Regions from separate parts of the Rattus norvegicus genome. Here all the other regions are linked to region 3. Evidence: chromatin contacts called from public Hi-C data. All regions are on one chromosome and are shown on one strand. The core of a region is the stretch at or near the end of the contact, and the rest is flanking DNA. Distances in the headings are between cores, read along the strand shown.

The links. A called contact is a pair of places that touch in the nucleus more often than the background predicts.
Region 1: a Hi-C map of liver shows a contact between it and region 3, with 3 times the contacts expected there. The contact joins the promoter of Ift57 here to the promoter of Cd47 in region 3. A contact is called at or near these places in 4 of 12 Hi-C or Micro-C datasets (Schwann cells, frontal cortex, liver and 1 more).
Region 2: a Hi-C map of the A7r5 cell line shows a contact between it and region 3, with 4 times the contacts expected there. The contact joins the enhancer-like site here to the promoter of Cd47 in region 3. A contact is called at or near these places in 5 of 12 Hi-C or Micro-C datasets (the A7r5 cell line, the Rat2 cell line, frontal cortex and 2 more).

The regions. Positions count from the first base shown.
Region 1 is chr11:64,592,196-64,594,895 of GRCr8, reverse strand. Ift57 (intraflagellar transport 57) reads left to right here and starts at 1,351. Exons shown (of 11, transcript NM_001107093.1): 1 at 1,351-1,606. The coding sequence starts at 1,395.
Region 2 is chr11:64,248,436-64,251,135 of GRCr8, reverse strand. No RefSeq gene overlaps it. Among named protein-coding and RNA genes, the nearest start is that of Cd47, 190 kb to the left of the region's middle. Within about 2 kb of position 1,250, at least 2 of the 93 cell types and tissues checked have an H3K27ac peak or open chromatin away from gene starts, as enhancers often do. A contact at or near this core is called in the A7r5 cell line, where this site is marked.
Region 3 is chr11:64,436,767-64,439,466 of GRCr8, reverse strand. It overlaps Cd47 (Cd47 molecule), which reads left to right and starts at 1,279. Exons shown (of 9, transcript NM_019195.2): 1 at 1,279-1,439. The coding sequence starts at 1,394.

The DNA.
Region 1 (2,700 bases), core at 102-2,601, 160 kb before region 3:
TATGTTCTACATCAATCAGTAGTTTTATGTGTGTCTTTTATTTGATGAATAGTGTTGTTCTTCATTCGGATACCTTTATTAGTATCAGAAACAAGGCTGATGAGGAAGATAAACTCTTCATCTTATCACAAGGGTTTTACAAATATGTTTCAGACTTTAGCTATGTCAAAAATATGATTCTTCTACAGTTTTTAGGGTGTGATACAACATGTTGATGATCCCTTGACAGGCACAGGGCTAATCCGACAAATGTTTGACCTCTTGCTTCAGAGTCATCTTAAGAAGTAGCTGGTATGGGGTTGGGGATTTAGTTCAATGGTAGAGCGCTTGCCTAGCAAGCCCAAGGCCCTGGGTTCGGTCCTCAGCTCCGGAAAAAAAAAGATTAAAAAAAAAAAAAAAGTGCCTGGCACTACTCTTCGCTTCACTTCTTACTTTTAACTGTTAGGAAAACTGCCTGATACAGCACTTTTCTTAGCACTATAAGGATAAGTCATATCCGTGGTCAGTTATGTCTCCATGTGTTTTCTAGGTCAGTACCTGCAGCTGTAATAGAAAAAATTTTCTTATCTAATGTAAGTGCTGCAAAGCAGAACTTCCTTTCCAGATACTATATTTTGTCAGATTTCATTAGTACTCAAGAATTTACATCTGCATGGGCTTGGAACAGATTATGAGGGCGATGAGCGTGTAGTATAAATCCTTTCCCAAGCCACCCTCTTCCAAGCAACCATTTTCCTAAAACTGGAGTGATTACTTACCCTTGTATCAAGTCTTATTTAGAATATACTAGTAAGCCTAGCATTATCTAATAAACAATTAAGTTAAGAAATAAACAAGCAGTCTTGTGGGTGGTATTTCTGAGGGAAAATGAACCTGAGTTCACCACAACTACGATAACTTCCCACTTTGAAAAACATAAAACAAGAATCACTGAGCAAGCATAGCCTCCAATACTCTGTTCCGCTTCGTTTCAGTCCTTTGAATTGCTACCTAGAAGATCAGATGTCGGTTCAATCAGCAGCCCTGAGCAGAATACCAGATCCTCCGCTCCTCTTGGCTGTACTGAGCACGCAGAATTAAAGAGCCTGGGCCTTTAAGACTCGCGTGAAAGTCCCCCGAAGGGGCGGGGGAATAAACGCCACGCCTACAGGGCGGAGCTACTTCCTAGGCCAGGGACCGGCATGGCGTGACGTCGTGGCGAAACCCAGCTTTGGTTGGCGAGAATTTAGAGAGGCCGGCTGAACCTAAAGGGGGCGGGGTCTAGTTGCCATGGTGACCGGCAGCCCTGCGGTCGCCTGGTAACGTTGGCGACAGGGCGGTCTGCGGGGTGCGGGCGGCGGTGGCCGCAGAGATCCTAGCCCGGGTCCAGCCCGGCCCTGTGGATCTGAGCAGCGATGGCTGCCGCGGCCGCGGTGATCCCGCCGTCGGGCTTGGACGATGGGGTGTCTCGGGCTCGCGGGGAAGGCGCTGGGGAGGCGGTGGTGGAGCGCGGGCCGGGAGCGGCCTACCACATGTTCGTGGTGATGGAAGACTTAGTGGAGAAGCTGAAGCTGCTCCGCTACGAGGAGGAGCTACTCCGAAAGAGCAATCTGAAGCCCCCGTCCAGGTGCGTGCTGTGCCCCAGCGCCGGGTGCTGGCTGGGCCCCAGGGGGACGCCCCCTCCTACGTGAGGCGCAGACCCCACGCGGGGATCCGCACGTCCAGTCCTCTGTCTTCTTTGCTCTGGAAGGGAACTTCTGCACCGAGGAAGGTGGAGTTTTTCAGACCTGATCATTTTGTGGAGAAAGTAAACAAGTTTTGAAATGGCAGGGAGGCCTGGGGAAGATAGCCTGTTTATTCTTTGAAACAGACACGCACCGTCTACCAAGCACAAATCTTGTTTTAAGTGTAATAAAATACCCACAGTTGAAAGGGAAAAAAAAAAAACGATCTCTAGAGATGAGTGGCCTTATCATTTACATCTCTTTCTAGTTTTTGTTTTCCTTCGCTAGACTTCCTAAACTGACAACTGTGATTACTTAGGACCGTGTTGAGGAGCACTTTTTATGTAGTACGTAAACTTGTGGGCTAATTACTATGGTTCAAAGGACTTAATACTTTTGCAATAATACTCTTAGAAACCGGAGAGTGGAGAAGGCAAAAGAAACAATAAGTGTTGGAATGGCCCTCATTATAGGGCCTAAAGTTTCGTGCTTGCCGTGGTGGGAAAAGTTTGAAATATCCTGAAGGCAGTGCCATTAGTTGCCAAGAGTGATAGACAAAACTCCCACAGGTAATCATGGTAGCTTAGTGATAACTGTTTTATTGCTTTTCCTTCACTTTAAAACTTGTATTTGTTTTATTCTGAAAGAAGAAATAAAAAAGAACTAACATACTTTCTTTTACCATCTCTGGGTAGGCTCATATAATTTCTCTTGGCAGTTTTGAGCTCTTACCCTCTTCCAGACACATTTGGAAGGATTCTTGGGCTTTTATACAAACTGTCCACAATGCCAAATTAGTCTGTAAGGGAGAAAAATTACCATCTTGATCCTGATCTACAATAGAAGTTTTAGGATTGGGATTATTATTTAAAAATGAGTTGGTCATAATAGCATAGATGGCCAACATTTTCGGTGTTGATAAAAATGTTGTTTTTCAAATGTATTTGTCGAACAAAGGGAAAATAGCCTTACACTTCTATTAATACCTTGCTGTACT
Region 2 (2,700 bases), core at 1-2,500, 190 kb after region 3:
AGGAACCACCCCAACCCATGAACACATAAACATATGTACTTTCCAAAGATGGTTCTAAATGACCCAGTGCGAAGCTTCCTGGCATCTCCGTTCCACAGACGCAGCGATCTCTTCCCCGCCATGTTTGTATGCTTTGGCGATCTTGAGTGACACATAGCAGAAATGTAAGCGAACCAAATCAAATAGAAGTATCTCCGGTCAAACCTCACTCAGAGTCATTATCACACACGTAGAGATAGCAGCGTGGCCAGCCAGCCAGTCACTCAACGGGAGTTTCTGTCACTCAGCCAGACGCAGTCCCTAGAGGAGATTTTGAAAGGGGCTGTCTGGCTCCAGTGAAAAAAGCAGTTACCAGATGACCAGGCTTGAGCCACTTGACTTATCCCAAATGCAAAAAAAAACCTGATGACTCTTAAGACTTGATTTTGACATGACTATCAACTATATTCATTATTCTCAGCAGAACACACAGAAGGGAAATTTATGCATGTCCTTCTTCGGACATAATGAAACATTCCAGGAACCGAAAACCTTGGAACCCAATTATAAAAACCAAATTGCTATTTTACTCACCAAGATAAAGTAGCTATGGTCTCATCAACTTTGCCCTTTGTAATTTACCTTATCTCATGGATTCCTCACAATGAGGAACACATTTGTCCTATCTAGGGATTTGTTGGTCACAGGTAACAGAAACTCAATTTAGTCCAAGCAAACAGGTCAGAATGGGGTGAGGGGTTACTGTAAGGTTATATCATGGGCTCACTGGGATCATGCCCAGGAGAGACAAAACTGATACAGCAATAGTGTCTCTCACTCTCTAGGTTTCCTCCTCCCTCCCTTGGGTCGGAGCCCACCCTAGTCTGAGCATCTTTCATTTAGAGATAAGGTCATGTGATTGGATACCAGAAGTACTCAGTTATTAGGGACTAAAGTGGGGGGGGGCAGATTGATTCATAGAAAGTGTCAATCCACACAAATGGTAAGCCTAGGGTTGGGCTGTCTATTTGTCACACAGGGGAACTGAAGTACAGTTAGAAGAGCTTAGACTTATAGCTAGCAGCCATGGCTTCAGAGAGCTCAGAGTCTCCTATAGCCACATTAGCTTTTCATCTTAAAGCTCACTTGCAGTCGAATCGCTGGTAGAGTATTTGGTTTTCATGCTTCACTTTCCTCCCCATCAGAACAGGCTCTCGTGTCAAAGGTCTGTTTTTAGGATTAAGTCGAATGAGATCATTTATTTGAGTCATCTAATTCAGTGCCTGGGAGACAGCGGCACACACAAAGCTAATAGCCTCTCTCTGACCTTAGAAGCCATGCCTTCACCTGCATCTTGGTTCCTTCTCTGAGTTACTCAGAGTCTTCTGGGGTTCAGTCCTGTGTCAGTAAGCAGCCACTCCCAGACTGTCAGCTCCGAGGGGACCGTGTCTAGTTTCTTTTGCATCCTATTCTGGGCTGGCCAAGCACATTGGTAGTCTCTTCAGATTCCTGTGGAATTAAACTGGCTGAATGAGTTCACATGTCACTTCTCTTCCCAGCAAATCCCCTCGGATCATGCACCATTTCTCGTTTCATTGTATCTTCCCCTGGCTGGTTCTCTGGGGGAACAAACCTATTTTGCTTTCCTCCATCTCCATTCTCTCTCTCTCTCTCTCTCTCTCTCTCTCTCTCTCTCTCTCTCTCTCTCTCTCTCTCTCTCGCAGCTCCACCTGGAGGCGAGTGGCTTGAGTTTGTCAAAGAAATCAAATTCATCCCAGCAGAAAAAGATAACACAATCTAGAAGAGCTTTTTAATTCCAGATGACTCCAAAGGAAGGGACCGAACCAGAACTCTTGAGTCTCGAGTATCTCGGGTGTGTTATCATGAAATCTCTTTGGTAGGGGTATGGAGACAATATGGAGATCAGAACATCACATAGGAAAACTGCTTAGTTCGGAGTTTCACAATCCTTCCAAAGTTAGGACAAAGTCTGCCTGTCAAACGAAGGCACTCAAAATTCTCTTAGACACATTGCCAACTTTGAAAAGACAGATACAGCACCCCATCCATGAATGACAGGAAAGGAAGCAGAAGGGAATTCAGTATCTGACAAATGCTATCAGCTGTCTGCGTTGAACAGGGCACTTTATGTTATAGAATCTCACTTCCCCAGCAACATTGCAAGGTTGCAATATTATTTCAATTTTATAGATGAAAATTAACAAAGTTAATTGACTCTGGATATGCAATTAGTTAGGTGATGTTCTGGAAACCAACAAAGGGGCCGCTATAAACACCAGATCAGTGTTGCTTCCCCAAACTATCATTTTCCAAGCTTTACAAAATGCAGTCTAACTGCCCATTGACTGAAAGACTGGTCACCAAGGTATCTAGCTGAGAAAGAAGAAAGAAAACTCTTGGCTACAAGCCAGGCAATTGGGTAAAACCATTACTGAAACAGAAACATTTGTACTCTTCGAAGAAGCTGAAGGATCATTCTAGCATGCTTAAATTAATTGATAGTTGGATCAGATCAAACTGGGCTCTACCTGTTGCATGAGCCTTGACAAATTACTCAAACTTGATAATTTCCTCACTTGCTAAAAAGATGAATACCATATGCTGTTACCTCCCAATATTATCATAAAGATTAAATGAAATGGCTTATGTAAAGTGTCCCTTGCTTAGGAACGTACCTGGCTCATAGTACTATGAGAGCTA
Region 3 (2,700 bases), core at 30-2,529:
GGTCATTGACCTCTTACTTGAGATTCCAGCTGCTTCCTCCTGCACCTCTCACAGCCCTAAGTGGTACTAAGACTGACTTTGGGGGAACTCAAATTTAGTTTGTTGTTGGTACCCTGTCTGGGAGGAAGTGGTTGTCTCCTTAGAAAAATAATCATGAAATAAGGACACTCTGTCACAGCACCATAGACAGTGGCAATTTTTATCCTGAATTGTGTTACTGTTACACTGGATATTTAGAAGGAGATGGCTGGGGGTAGAAGATTTTAAGAAGTGCAGTAGTGTGACAGCTATTTTAACTGCCTTTCAGTTCAGGTCAGAGAATGCGACCCAAGGGATGGACAGAGGTGTGCATCCCTTACCACTGAGATCAAGTCCTTTTACTCAAAGAACTTTTGCCTCGGGATGAAGGGTGTGGCTTAGAGCTACATTTTTAAACCCACTATTCAAGAACTGACCCCCAAAACATGGCAGAGGTCTACACAAGGATGCAGACATAAGCCAGTTTCCCAACATTGCTGGTAGTGTCATGGATCTGTCTACTCACAATGGGTCTGCCACAGTCCTTGTCTGTCTCCCTTTCCCCATCGTGGTTTTCCTCTTCTCGTTTTAAACTGCTTATTATGCACGGAACTTGATTACCCAGCCCTGCTTGGGGGATGAAAATATCAGCCAACAAAGTAAGAAGAACAGATGAGGAGGTCCACTTCTGGAACAAGTCAGACCAGGGAGATCTCAGGGCCAGGGGGAGCCAGAGGGAAGGAGCTCCTTGGGGGCCAGCACCTGGTCACAGCGCCCTCTCTCCGCCCTGCCCCGAGGCTCCAGGGCCGCAAGCCTTGGGAGGGAAGGTCGTGAAAACCAGCAGAGCCCACACCGGGAGAGGAGGGAGGGGGACTTGGGCTGGGGTTGGGCGGCTCCGAGGTCAGGGCGAGCTTGGCCAGGGAGAGTGGAGAGCCGCCTGGCTGCGCATGGGGCGCGTGCTGTGAGTTCCAGTGAGCGTGTGTGCTCCACGCTCCGTCTTTCAGGCCGGCCCAGGACACGAAGCCGGAAGAGAGCTGGAGAGACCGGCCGTGAGCAGAGAGTGCAGCTCGCACAGCCCGGGAACAGGCTAGTGCTTGGCGCTCCCCGCCAGAGCCTGCCCAGAGCTGGGTGTGAGGCTGGCTTCACGTCAACGAGCAGAGGCGGCCAGGCGGGGCGGAGTGCGCGTGCGCGGCTAGCGGGGCGTGGGAGCGGGCGCGGGCGCGGGGCGGCGAGCACGCGCACGCGCGTACCCCGGGCAGCCTGGGCGGCCGTTCCTGCCTATCACGGCTGCGGCGCTGCTGGTCGTTCTCTTGAAGGCAGCGGAGGCGGCGGCTGCTCCAGACACCTGCGGCGGCGACCCCCCGGCGGCGCGGAGATGTGGCCCTTGGCGGCGGCGCTGTTGCTGGGCTCCTGCTGCTGCGGTGAGTGGCTTGGGGATCCCGGCTCTCAGGCTGGTGCGCAGCACCCAGGCGCCCCCGCAGGAGTGTGGGCTGCACCCCCGCCGGCCAGGCGGCGCCCGGAGGAGAGCAGAGAGAAGAGGAGAGGGTGGCGGGATGCGCGGGCCCTGTGCACTCGGAGCGCCACTGTGGGAGGGCCCGGCGGGGCATCTGTGCTCCTGCCTCCTCCCTCTGCTCTCCTTCCCTAGTCCCTTTCCCCCTCGGGGAGAGCGGACTGAAGCTCCTCACTCTTCAGTGCGCACACGTAAGGAAGACTGGGAACAACCGCAACTGTGCAAAACCGAACTGCAAAGAAAGCGAGGGGGCAGCTGCCGGGGACCCCACTCCCCTCTTCTCGCACCCCTCTCCTTTCTGGGGGCTTTCGCGCAGCATTTGGGGTTGAAGGACTAGAGTGGGAGGACCGGGCCTCTTGTGATGAAGTGCGCATTTTGGTGAAGTCGACCAGAAAGGCTTTTGCTCTACCGCGTAAGCACTGGAGCAGAGAGAACACGATGGACCCAAGTTTTATTTCCCACCCAGCTTTTATCAAAGCTTGTTTTTTTTTTCTTTTTTTTCCCTGGCCGCGTATTTTGGTGGTTGTTGTTTTGAATCCTAAAAACAAGCTTCCTGGAAACACTTTCTCGTGACACCCCCGCTACCCCCCCTCCGCTCGCCAGCACTTTAATATATTCCTTATTGTAGATTAAAGTTGTTTTTTTTTTTTCTCCTTTGGAGGAAACGTATTTTTGGATTTTGCCCAGCTATTACCAGTCGTCTAAAGACAGTAATTGCCACGGATGCACCCCCCTCTTTTGTAAAGTATTTTGCTGTTTATAAACGCGTGCCTCCTTTGTAAAAGCCGAGGAAAGAATAGGAATTTTTATGACCATATACTGCCCGTCAAGCTTCACATCCGCACATTCCTCTGCGAACTTTTGGTAAGAATCGGAACAGACTTGAAGCAGGATAACAGCAAAATGTTAAATTTGTCTTAGGATGCTGAATTAACTGAACGTTAAACTGATGGTTAACCTCAGTGTGCCACTTGTAAAGACCAGTGTTTGGGATGTGTTTCCAAGATGTCCTTAATCCTCTGCCCACCACTTCCCCCTCCCAAGCATCCTGGGTGCCGAAGCTGATAATAATAAAGACCTATGTTATCTAAATTGTTGGTATTAGATGTTTTCCGATGTCAGTCGCCTTTACTATGCTTGTTGCCATCGTCGGCATTATAACACCGTTTTCA